2 separate regions of the Zea mays genome follow, and region 1 is linked to region 2. Evidence: chromatin contacts called from public Hi-C data. All regions are on one chromosome and are shown on one strand. The core of a region is the stretch at or near the end of the contact, and the rest is flanking DNA. Distances in the headings are between cores, read along the strand shown. Region 1 has its middle 11 kb from the start of LOC100282689. Region 2 holds the start of LOC100273559.

What was found. A called contact is a pair of places that touch in the nucleus more often than the background predicts.
Region 1: a contact with region 2 is called in a Hi-C map of leaf, with 3 times the contacts expected there. The contact joins the enhancer-like site here to the promoter of LOC100273559 in region 2.

Annotation. Positions count from the first base shown.
Region 1 is chr7:165,654,280-165,660,486 of Zm-B73-REFERENCE-NAM-5.0, forward strand. No RefSeq gene overlaps it. Among protein-coding and RNA genes, the nearest start is that of LOC100282689, 11 kb to the right of the region's middle. Within about 2 kb of position 1,357, at least 18 of the 20 cell types and tissues checked have an H3K27ac peak or open chromatin away from gene starts, as enhancers often do. A contact at or near this core is called in leaf, where this site is marked.
Region 2 is chr7:165,479,239-165,485,502 of Zm-B73-REFERENCE-NAM-5.0, forward strand. It overlaps LOC100273559, which reads left to right and starts at 2,273. Exons shown (of 2, transcript NM_001147977.2): 1 at 2,273-3,545; 2 at 4,507-4,749. The coding sequence starts at 2,291. The coding sequence ends at 3,520.

The DNA of each region.
Region 1 (6,207 bases), core at 107-2,606, 170 kb after region 2:
GCCCATCATGCCCACTCCAACGATCCATCTGCCTAGAAAACGCAAGGCATCGAATGCTCGACACGAGCGGCCTTTTGCTTCTAGTGTACGTATGTACCCTGCTTTTGGGGCTCACAACAGTCAGCACTCATGATGCATGGTGGGCATATTAATAATTAGCTAAGAGGAGGAGGAGGTGGTGGACTAGATAAGCGAAGGTTGGGGAAAAGCAAAGCTCTCAGCATGCATGCTGCCAAGTACGTACACACATATATGCGTGTGTGTCTATATAAACATATATAAAGCATTGTGCCAAGGCACAGGCATGCACGTAATTTAAGGACTTGTTCCGTTATTCTCATTATACATAGATTGGATAGAATTGGAAAATTTAGAAGAACTTTGACTTTCTTGGGATTTAAACACATCCAAGTTCACTTAATCCACATGGATTGAGAGCTAACCGAACATGTCCTAAATGTGGTGGTCACGCCATCATGGCGGCAAAGGCATAGATTTTGCAGGGATCTATTAAGACATTCATATTAACCTTATCTAGTGGGAGTTAGTTGGTGTTTGGCCATACTTGACTGTAGGAGTAGCTTACACTCCACAGCTCAGATGAAACATATATAAACAAGCAAAATGCCTTTTACATTGACTGCTTGCCCCTAGTGGGGTCGTTCTTGTTCAGTTTCTGGTATTGTTGCATTTGTGTCCGCATATATATACACAGTTAATTAGGAAGACGCACAGGTCCCGGCGGCCCACGTACTCATGGTACGGTGCGACATGCATGTATGAAAAGTCTACGACTCTACACTAGACAAAATGGTCCACTTTCACATTGTGGTCCACACCTTAGAGAGAGAGAGGATATGGTTTGCGATACACTTTCATTTTTTTTTTTATCGCCTCGCGCGTGTTTCGTTTGCCGTATATATATTCTCACGGGCGATCGATCACTGTAAAAATAAAAACGCTGACATACAAAACTACGATCTGTAGACTGTAGTGGGAGCAAGTAGTGCGCCTTGGCGGCGTGGATTAGAGAGGACCAAATCTCTTACTAATTAAAATAAATTTAGTAGTAGAAAGGATTTAATACTTCTCAAATAATCTCAACGCCCCTCCGATCATCTTGCAATCCAACAATGCCATCTGATCATTCCTCATTTTTTTTTATTTTGTGGAATAGAATAAGTTGATCCATCATCATCTCACTTATCAGTTCGGAGAGGGACGGAGGTGAGGTGGCACCGAAACGTCAGCGGATCGTGGCGGCAGTGGGGCGGATCGGAGCGGTGGGGACGGCCCGACGGGATGTCTGCCTGCCGCCGCTCCGCCACCGCGGGGTCCGGCCAGCGCCGGTACGAGGTGGGGCGCGTGGTCCTCTCCTCGATCCATTCGGCGGGCCTCCCTCCATCGCTCGCTCCGGCGGTCCTCGGGGTAGAGGAGTCCCCTCCAGTAGTATTGTAGTAATCGCACGGCAGATCTCGCTCGACCAGCCGGCCGGCCCGTCGCAGTCGCAGTGTCGCACCGTCCGACCGCCTGATGGGTGCACGGCGATCCGATTTCGCGCCGACTCGTGACGGGCCTGCTGCTACTGCCATTCGCCACGCGCAGACGTACATGTATTACCAGTGGAGTAGCACGCGCGCGCACGTCGCCCTGGACCATGCATGCATGCATGTACAAGGACCATGGATCCGATCATGTATTCATGTATGATGGGCCGCAACGCAACAGGGCCTTGATATTTTAGATTTAATATATAACTCATATTGTTATTCCAGCAAATTTTAATAAGTCTTTATGAGCTAACTAATTTTGGTTTTAGTGTTTTTAACCGAGTCTTGTTTTGCTTAGTGCAAACCTCTTTAAAAAACGATATGGCTTGCATAAGTTATTTACTATATGGCTTTTCATCACTGCTATCACTATCACTCCGATGTCTTGCTTTGTTTCTTCGTGATCTTTGCATATGTCATGGTTCCATCTTACGACACAGACACTTGCATATCGTTGTATGTCTGCAATGAGTCTTCTATCACCTTTCTTGATGTATTAGTCATCTTAATAACTTCTTTACCTTCGTCCAAGTCCATGTTGTTGCGTTCTCCGAAATAACAGCATGTTGAATAGAGTTGATACGAAGAATAAATAAATAACACTATTTCAGCAATGGTAAAAAGAAGAGATTGAGAATCTCTCCTATTTACGCCCATTACACGCGCATTTTGACTATGGAATTTCTGAACAGAATTAAATGCAGAAATGACTAAATTCCTAACCGTACTCTAGTACTCTCCAGTAGTATATACTACTTTACGTACTGCCTTGAGTTAGTTGAACCTAAACCCCCGACAGCACGTCGGTACAGTACAGTACAGTACAGAACGACGCTTCATTCGATCGCTACGTAGTACGTACGAGGTAATTATGGCGGGCGGGCCGGCCTGGGCTGTCAATCTATCGCCTCCGATGGATCGATCGATCAGAACGGATTGATGGATGGAGACTTGAATGAATGGAGACGGAGCCGTGGCCATGCATGGCCCATTGAGGCTGGAGCTAGGACTAGCTAGGGCGGAGAGAGTGATGATCTGGAGGGCGTGGAAGTTGGGCGACCGACCGACCGACCGAAAAGCCAAAAGATATACGGCGCGCGCGGCCCGGGCGGGGAGAGGAAAGCCTCAGCCGATGCTGGTGGCCCGCCGGGGGCAGAGCAGAGACCGGCGCAGCGCGAAACAGGGCATGCAACTGCTGCTGCTGCTGCCGCCCGCGCTCTGGTCCTGCTGCTGCCTGAAGCTATGAGAGCTATGGCTCTCCTGCCATTGCCTTCTTCCGCGCCACACTCCGCCTGCGCGGGCGGCACGCGGCAGCAGCAGGCTTGGCCGACGACACATGCGCGAGCCGTTTCCCCCGTCGTCGTCGTCGTCGGCCGCGTGCACTGACTGTAGCAAGCTGTGAATAGGCCAGGCGCTGTGCGTGCGCCGGGCCACGGTGTGTGCACATGGACCGCGCCAGGAGCGACCACGCCGGCGACGAAACACACAAACACAGAGAAGCCAGGCACCAGGACTCCAGGAGACGAGACGGACCAAGATCAAGAGGCATGCATGCGGCTACTAGCCAGAGCCCAGAGCCAGACTTGTTGGTCCCTTCCCTTACCCCTGGTTGCTTACAATTAATGGCGACACGCCACATTGATGATTCATTGCATTGATAATCTGTACGTGACGGTGGCTCTAAAGGCTCCCCGGCCGCCAGGACCCCCTTTTAGGTAAGCCCAGGCTTTTGCTTTTAGCAGACACGATTCAACGACGATCGGTTTTCTTTCTTTTTTTACTATATCGATCAAACTTGACCCATCTCTTGGTTGTGGTTCAGTACTCCAATCCAGTGCAAACTGCTCACCGCGCGTCACCGGGCCCCGGGACCAAAACTTGGACGTAAAACTGAAGAAGGGCAAAACTTCTCCTTTTTGCAATCCTTGCACACCACTATAGCTCGTCATACACTCAAACAGGCGGTTATGTCACAGTTCCGACCAGCGGCCACATACATAGGTCATAGGTGTCGAGACCAGCAGAGAGGAGAAGGCGAGCAACAAGCAGGCATGCCTCTGCTACGACGTTTCTGCCGGCAGGCAAGCTAGGCAAAGCGCACGCAATGGATTGCACTCAAGTGACCATGTCCCCGCACACGTCAACAACAACATTGCTACGACGTTTCGGGCGGGAAAGGGGGCATGCTAGAAAGCTACGTACGCAGCAATGCGTGCAGCTAGTGGCACGTACTCATGGTGTCACGCGCACGAGGGTACGTACGCTCAGATCATCAGCTCAAGGAGCCGTCAGTTCGTCGCTCGTAAAGCCAAGCCAAGGAACAAAGACGCGTCGTACGCTCAACGAAGCTTTAGGGTCTGTATACTGTATACTGGTACATTAATAATTCGCCGCGCGCTACAATCTATACCTCCGTTCACAAATATGCTGTTCACAAATATACTGTTGGCTTTTTTTTTCCGAAAAAGTTTGACAACTAGTCTTATTTAAAATATTTATTAAAAATGTAAAATTTGAAATTAAACATAAACTACCATACAAACTACCTTCAGTGATAAAATAAATCACAACAAATAAATAATAACTCATTATTTTTTGGATATTTTGTAATAAGACGATTGATTGATTTTTTTAAAAAAAATAAGTCAACAGTGTCATATATTTATAAACGAAGGAAGTAAAACAAATCAGCACCACATTCGAAGCCGATTCTCTACTAAATCCAGTAGAAGATCCACCAAACACTTTTTTTTATAAAGAACAATTCTTTATATGAAGCGTTTTTTTTTAAAAAAAATAAGACTTTATATATGCCTTTAACTAATATAACACGCCTACGACTAGCAAGGTGATTCTCCATCGTAATTTTAAGAGTGAAATTAAATATAATTATTTTTTAGCCACGGAATCACGTCTCTAGTAGATTCAGCTCCTCTAAATGAGTCAGACTTAATTACGAGAAGCTCTAGCTACGAAACAAAGAAATACACATGCCTAGAGACTAGAGAGTACTTTACTATACATACGGCGTTTCCTCTTGACCTTAAAACTTATACTCCGTGCTAGCTGTTTCCAAATCCTCTGGCCGCGAAGCCGTTTCCTTTTGCTCTCATCTCATTGCCTTATTGCTACTGCTCGTACGATTAAGCACTGCCTTGGCACAAGAGTTTGCTATGCTTGGTCTATTTATTTAGTAATAAAAACCATAATAAATCGTAAAGGCTGACATACAGGGCGGACTCACGTTGGGGCTGAGTAGGGGCACGGGCCTCACTCAAATTTCTGGTTTTAGTAGAGTTTTTATCTTATTCATTGTAGCTATAAAAGTCCATTAGTAAGTAGACTTCTATTTAGTCACCCAATCAGGTTTTAGGCCCACACTCAAACTTGTGGCCGGTTCGCTCCTGCTGACGTATGAATCTAACTTTATATTAAAGATAAGTTCAAAACCGAATCATCAGAATGCAGAGAGCGTAACCAAGTCATTTTCCTACTTCAGAATTGAATCCATTAAATCATGGAGATCGTAACCGAAGAAGTTTTAGTTTACTATCTTTTTCGTGTGTTTATCTTTAGGCTAGTTTCCCTACATATACTACTTTATTAAAAAGTTAATGTTGGCAAGATTGAGCACTTTGCCAGAAAATACCACGACAGGAAGGGCAACAAGATGATATCATTTTCCTTTTCCTTTTAGATTTTAATAATTTTGTTATGAATCATGTTAATCGTTGGGTAATGACAATAGGTCAATGTGTAGCACTCTCATTTATGTCATATTAATTTTCAAAACATCTCTTAATCCACTTTGTGTTTAGTTTCTAAACTACCCGTGGTCAAACGTTGAGTGTCAAGTTTGTGTGCAAGCTAAGAAACCAAGAAAACCTCACTTTTTCATGGAGGAAAGGGGTTTGACATTTTTAGAACCCACACATTCTTATCTTTGTGATGAATAATGTGTTTGCTAAAAGAGCAAAGAAGTTCATAATGACTCATATTTGAAGGGACCATGATGCCTAAGGGGATTAAATTATGCAACTTAAAAATTACTTCTAAAATTGACGCCTCTAATATTCACCTAATCAAAACATATGCAAGAAGGTCATCTATCTAGATGTGGAACTGGGTCTTGCTAGGTATGTTTCTATCTCTACCACAAAATATTTATGCAACCTAAGTTCCAATTCTATCACTAGGCTAACAAACTAAATTTGGAAAGTGACCACATAAATTAGGTAAGCAATAAATATAGTGCAAAAGCATCATTGAGATAGATATGCAAACTCCCGTCGATGAATCCAATATTTTTATTGAGGTGTAGAGACACTCATGCATTATCCTAGTTCTCGTTGGAGACCCTCGCAACGATGCCCATGCGAGGGTCAAGATCCTAATCAATTAACTTTGTGGATAGCCTCTAGTCCTTACCCACACATAAGTGGATTTTTGAGATGGCCTCTCCTTCCCGCCACCTTCATTATCAAGCTTTCCCTTTGGTACATGATGGCTACACCACGAACATAATTATTGTGGTCTTGAAAGGGAATTAGGCTTACATCTATTTCCTAATTAATTTTGGTGGTTGAATTGCCCAACACAAATAATTGGACTAACTAGTTTGCTCTAGTCTATAAGTTCTACAGGTGCCAAAGGTTCA
Region 2 (6,264 bases), core at 1,023-3,522:
ATCGATCCCAATACAAACCCTAGAATCACTCTTCCTTAACGGGGTGCCTCCCGGGAGGCGGGATCTATGTGCTGTTGGCGAACGTCGCCGCCCCTACACACACGCGGACCTTCCCATCACAAGGCGTAGACCGTCCGGCTTGATGTAGGGAAACCCGCTCCTACTGCCAGGTCGTTGATCGTACAGCCTAGGCCACGGACTATCCGCGTCGCCGCATAGAGCTCGTCAAGCGGAACAACTCTTAATGATTGGCGTCCCGATCCGCGTCAAGAGAACTTATACAATACTTAATACATATGTTTTATATATGTGTCTAGATTTATCGTTGTCTATTTAAATATAGATATAACAATCCAGAGTTAAAATGGATATAATTTTGGAACGGATGAAGTATATAATGCTCCAACGGTGATACCTCGGTGGCCACTAAACCACGACCAACACCCTTGCTTTATGTATATCTATGCATATCTAACATTGACGGCTAATTTGGCAACACTATTTTTCTAACACTTTGTTTGGATCCTTAATTAAATTCCATTATAATAATAGTAATTTATACAAATATTAATTAAGCTAATTCGGTTTTATATAAAATATATTTATATACTAATATTAGTAAGATGTTGAAGATATTTATGTGCTATATTTTTTTATAGAGAAGTAAACCGAAGAGCGTCCTATAAGCTATAGAGTAGAAATAAATTCTATTGATACATAAAATCATTTATCATCCTCAATCCTATTAATTTGAGTTAAACTTATATCTGAACTTTGGAAAGTGGTGGAATGTTAAATTCCAAGCTAGATAGATTACTTTATTTAGTAAATTTTAATTTTTCCATAATGAATAAATCAAAACGTTTCGTAAGTGATTTTTTTTTAAAAAAACTATTTTTAAAAATATATATAATTTTTTAGAAAAATATGAGTTACCAAACTAACCCTAAGTTAAAATCTCAGTTTTTTCATTGGCCATCCCATCCAACGGGGCCACTTTTGATGTCTACGTGCTTCTAATCCAAACTCAAAGACGTGACCATATTTCCCAATCCAAATCCAACGCAACGTCACATTTTGAATAACAAGTTTTAGCCACGGCACGGAGTTCAGTTTTAAGACATATTTGAACATATGATACAATCTATTGAGCACTGAAATCTACAGCCGGTCTATGGTTCGGATAGTTCGCGGTGGCAGCACAGATGGTCTGTACGTACGCGGAATCGATTAGAGTAGCTTGTTTCTTGCGGGATTTATTTGCAAACTCTGCAGAATTAACTCGGTAACTGACTAGTAACGGATCTAGAATTTTCCCTTATATAAACGATGGGTACGACCGATTGGCACCCCACAATCGATCCAATCATACTTATTTACCATATTTACTTTATTTTCAATGTTCTTGCTATTTCTTAGAGGTAGGAGTAATCCAGCTTTAGTCTAGCCCTAGTATTAGTCTTCGTCGACCTATTTTTTCACCTCTCTTCGGCATGATGTCGTCTAAAGGCGTTTTGGGTGGCTTGCCGACCCCAGAACAACCCCCTAGATCTTTCCTCCCGACGGAATCCCTTCCACGAGGCGAGATTTAGGTCCTGTGCTTTGAAGAAAACTTTATGCACATATGAGAACCGTCTGAGCCTCAAGCGCAGACCGTCCGACAAGCGCATAGGGAGAGTATCGCTAGATCGACACAATGACACCAACATGATCGTTGCATATATAGCGAAGGCAGAGCTACAAAACATCTAGGACCATATTTATTTACCCTCGAGATTATATAATCCATTTTAAATAAATTAAGAGACAAACAAACAACATAAATTATTAGGTGGATTATATAATCTGGATATCTATATTATGATAATTCATAAGTAGGTCATTAGATGCTTATATAATTTATAAGTTGGATTATATAATTTTGAAATGAAACAAACATGGTCTAAGTGGACAACACTGTTACATCCATAACAAGCAATTACATTCTGAATTATCTGTTGGTCTTCACTCAGTCTTGAGCATTTCTAGGCTAAACCAGACCATAAAAGGCCACCAAAATCCGTAGGGCCATTCAGCCAAGAAGTGAGTAGGCCGAGTCGTGTGGGATACTGGGATCAGGTGGGCTGAGATGAGATTTGACCTGGCTCAAAATTCCCTTTCAACAATCAACTACCGAGCGCCATCGTTGACTTATTCAGAACAACGAACCGGCCCATAAATTTGAAATGACCGTCGATCCCGATTTCCCAGCAACCCCCAAGCCCCCTCTCTCCCGCTGCCCGCCCACGACATGGACATGGCCTCGCCGGCGCTGCTCACCGACGACCTCCTGTCGGACATCTTCCTCCGCCTTGCGGAGCCGGCCGACCTCGTTCGCACCGCAGCCGCCTGCGTCCCCTTCCGCCGCCTCGTCGCCGACCGCGCGTTCCTCCGCCGGTACCGTTCGCTCCACCCCGCGCCTCTCCTCGGCTTCCTCGACCACAACGGCTTCCACCCGGCGCTCCCGCCCCACGCATCCGCCCCCGCGGCGCGGGCCGTCTCGCTCGCAGCGGATTTCTCCTTCTCGTTCCTACCCGCCTCCTCCACGGGCCGCGGCTGGGTCGTCCGCGACGTCCGCGACGGCCGCGTCCTCCTCGACCGCTCCCCCGAGGACAGAGGCGACGAGCCGCAGGTCTTCACGGAGATAGCGGTGTGCGACCCCTTGCACCGGCGCTGCGTCCTGCTCCCCCCGGTCCCCGTCGACCTGGCCACAGCGGTGGAGCACCCGCTCCGCTTGGAGTTCGACCGCTGGTGCGAGCCCTTCCTCGTCCCCCACGGCGCCGACGGAGAGGATGAGACGTCGTTCGAAGTGATCTGTATGGTGCAGTGCAAAGCCAAGCTGGTCGCCTTCGCCTTCTCTTCCACCACTGGGGAATGGCGAGCCGTCGCGTCCATGGCCTGGCGCGACCTGATGGCCGGCCTGGGCGTGTCGTCAAGGAGCCCTACGTTCTCCGGCCGCCAGTACGCTCGCGGCTGCTTCTACTGGGTTATGGATTGGCGAGACAAGTTGCTCGTGCTTGACGCTGGGAGGATGGAATTCTCCATCGCTGACGTCCCACCTAGCTGCCATAGGCGACAGATCGCAGTTGTGGAAGCAGGGGAAGGCAGGGTTGGGATGTTGGCGCTCCGCGACCACGTTGCAGATGGTGCAGTTAGCCTCCATTATACTGTAAGGCGAGACGATGCCGACGGTTCCAATTCCAACCAGTGGCAGGTGGAGAAGATAATTCCGCTGGATCCTGGATTTCGGTATTACATCAGGGGTGCGATGGAGAGGTACACGCTCCTGCTAAGGTTTCCTGAACACCTAAGCTTAGCAGGGGTGCATGTAAGCTCATCGGCAGTGATAGAAGACTTGGAATGTTTTTCCATGGACACCAAGACTTTGCAGCTTGAGAGGGTGTGCGAATTGAACCACCACATTATGCGTGCCTACGTATATACCAACTTCCCACCATCCCTGTCGCCACAGAGTATCTAAATGGGTAAACTCCTTCCACAAACATGTAATGTATCCACATCCTTCTTCTTTCTCATGCTATTCCTATTGACATGGTAAATTTGTTAGTGACAAACGGACAATCTTGTCTATTCAAATTTTAGTAGTGTTGTTTTATTGTTTATGTGGTTTGTAGCTTTTCTTACCACATAGATGGAACCATTAACGTTTCTATTTGATGATCGTCAGTGAAATGAAAGATAATCGTCCCTGTCATGCATTATTGGTAATATATCTACCACATAGCAGGAGCCTCCTCTAAACTTTAAATGTGTGTAAAAGAGACTTCTATACTACAGTGGTTTAGTTCAGTCTCTCTTAAAAAAATTCTGGCTCCATCCCTGGTCATTGTTATGAATTAATTTGGTACGCCGCGTATGGTCATTCTGAGAGCAGGCTTTGTGCAGTTAGAATCTCTCAACTCTATTCTTGAAGACGAAGACGTTTTCAGTTTGTCCATATGAAACAAGAAAACTTCATGATGAGTCCTTTCTTTGTGCTCAACTATTTCTGTCGGGGTGCAAGTTTCACGGCAACGATTGCTACGCAAGCAGTCCTTCTTTACAAGCATGCAAACAAACCATCTAGCCCATTAGATCGTGATCCAACCATAGGTCATTTTAACATTTAAACCCTTCTACTACCAGCTCAATAATCTTTATAAAAAAACCCTAACAAACCATGGTTGTCTGTGTTTGGATCGTAATCTAATGTACCAAATGGTTTGCTTGCACGCATGCAAAGAAGGACTGCTTGCATAGCAATCGTTGCCCAAGTTTCATATGCATTTACCAAAATTTCTGTCATAGCTATTTTTTATTTTCCTTTTTTTCTCCTAATAACCAATTAAAAAGTACTATATCTAAGTACGATTTAAGATCGAAATATTGTTTGCTCTTGCTTGCTCCTATTGTTTTGAATGAATGTGTGAAACACATGCCCCTGATTTATTGCCTTCTTTGTATCAGCTTATGGCCAGCGCAGCATCCTTGCCCTCAAGGCTCAAATGATTGCGTGTGAGCTTCGTGTATGAACTGTTAGATTGTATCCCAGATTTCCACATCCTCATGGCTACCAGTCTATAGCTGTTGCCATGCTGGTTGTTTAGAGTGGTTGTTTAGAGAGATGATACAGCACCTTTTGGATTTATTATGGGCTAGACTCATTTAAATTTGATAAATCAATAAACTCTATGGTGTCTAATTGTGGACAATACAAATAGTACCGAATTGGAATTCTAAGGATCGTTGGCTTCACTTATATGGTGGAAATTATTCCACCTAATTTGAGATGTTAAGAAACGAACAAATGTGTGCCACGCACGCATGTCGCCGCCGGCCGGGCGTGGTAGGCAGGCGGCGAGCGGGCGAGGCATGGTGTGATTGTGTTAATTTTTAGCATTCGTTAACCGCGGGAGTTTCAACTCCGGTTAAAAACTTTTCAGTTGCCCGTCTCTTGAATAGCCGCACGCGAGACCCTTTCTCTTTACCTTCCCTTCCAGCGATGAGAGGGTAAAAGGGTAGAACTCTTGTCTCTTTAGTACGAGAGAAAAAATACAGAAGCACAATCCAGTCACAAGCATAGGTATTTCCATCTTGTAACTCTGCTCACACAGAAGAGCAAGAGGACATGAGTTAGGTCCTATTTGAAACTTCTAAAACTATTAATTAAGTGTTAAAATTAGATGTAGATGTTTCAAACACCTCTAATTCATATCCTAGCTAATTGTTAGATAACTCATAGTTAATCATTAGTTTATTAGCTCGTTAACCATTAGCTATAGGGGTTTTAAACATGTTTTTAATACAAGACGATGCTATACAACTTTTTTTTAAAAAATAAAGGCTGGTTTAGTAACATTTTGCCTTTGAACAATTCCAATTGGCAAAGACGACCTCTCAGTCCTCTCTTGATCGTGTCAAAGTGGCAATATCCACGAGCTCCTGGTGTTCCTCGGGCTCCTGTGTCCGAATATGTGCTAATCTGGCTTATTGATGATAATTAGGCTTATACATCAACAAAACTAGTATAATCTTGATCGCACCAAGAACACATTGAATCGACGAAACCAACCAATGCTAAATCTATTGTCATCCCTACTCTAACAATTATCAATATGGAGTTCCCGAACGTGCAGAGAGATAAGTTTCTTCTGTGGATCTATGTGCAATATGAGTTCCCACACACCTTGCTAAGCCAACGTCCGTCAGCAGCACAACGAGTTGTCGACGTCTTCCTCATCAACACGTGGGAGGGGAGTAGACCATCCAGCCATGGGCGAAGCTAGATAGACCCACCCACTGGCACCACGGAAATTTTGAAATTTCAGTGATTAGTATCTCATTTTCATCTCTTGGTCACCACCTAAATCCATTCATGTACACTCAATGGCATTAGGATATTCGCGGCTCTAGCTTAGCCATTGTGAAAGGGAAATAGGGTCAAACCTTTTCCAATAAGAATTTTGGTGGTTGAATTGCCCAACACAAATTATTGGACTAACTAGTTTGCTCTAGAAAATATGTTCTACAGGTGCCAAAGGTTCACAACAAACCAATACAAGTCAAAAGAAAGGGTTCAAACAAAGGGAGCAAAGTTAGACCGAAGGCAGCCCTGGTCTGGCGCACCGGACTGTCGCACACCGGACAGTGTCCGGTGCACCAGAGAATCCAACTCCAAACTTGCCAGTCTCGGGAATTCTGGAGGCCGCTCCGCTATAATTCACC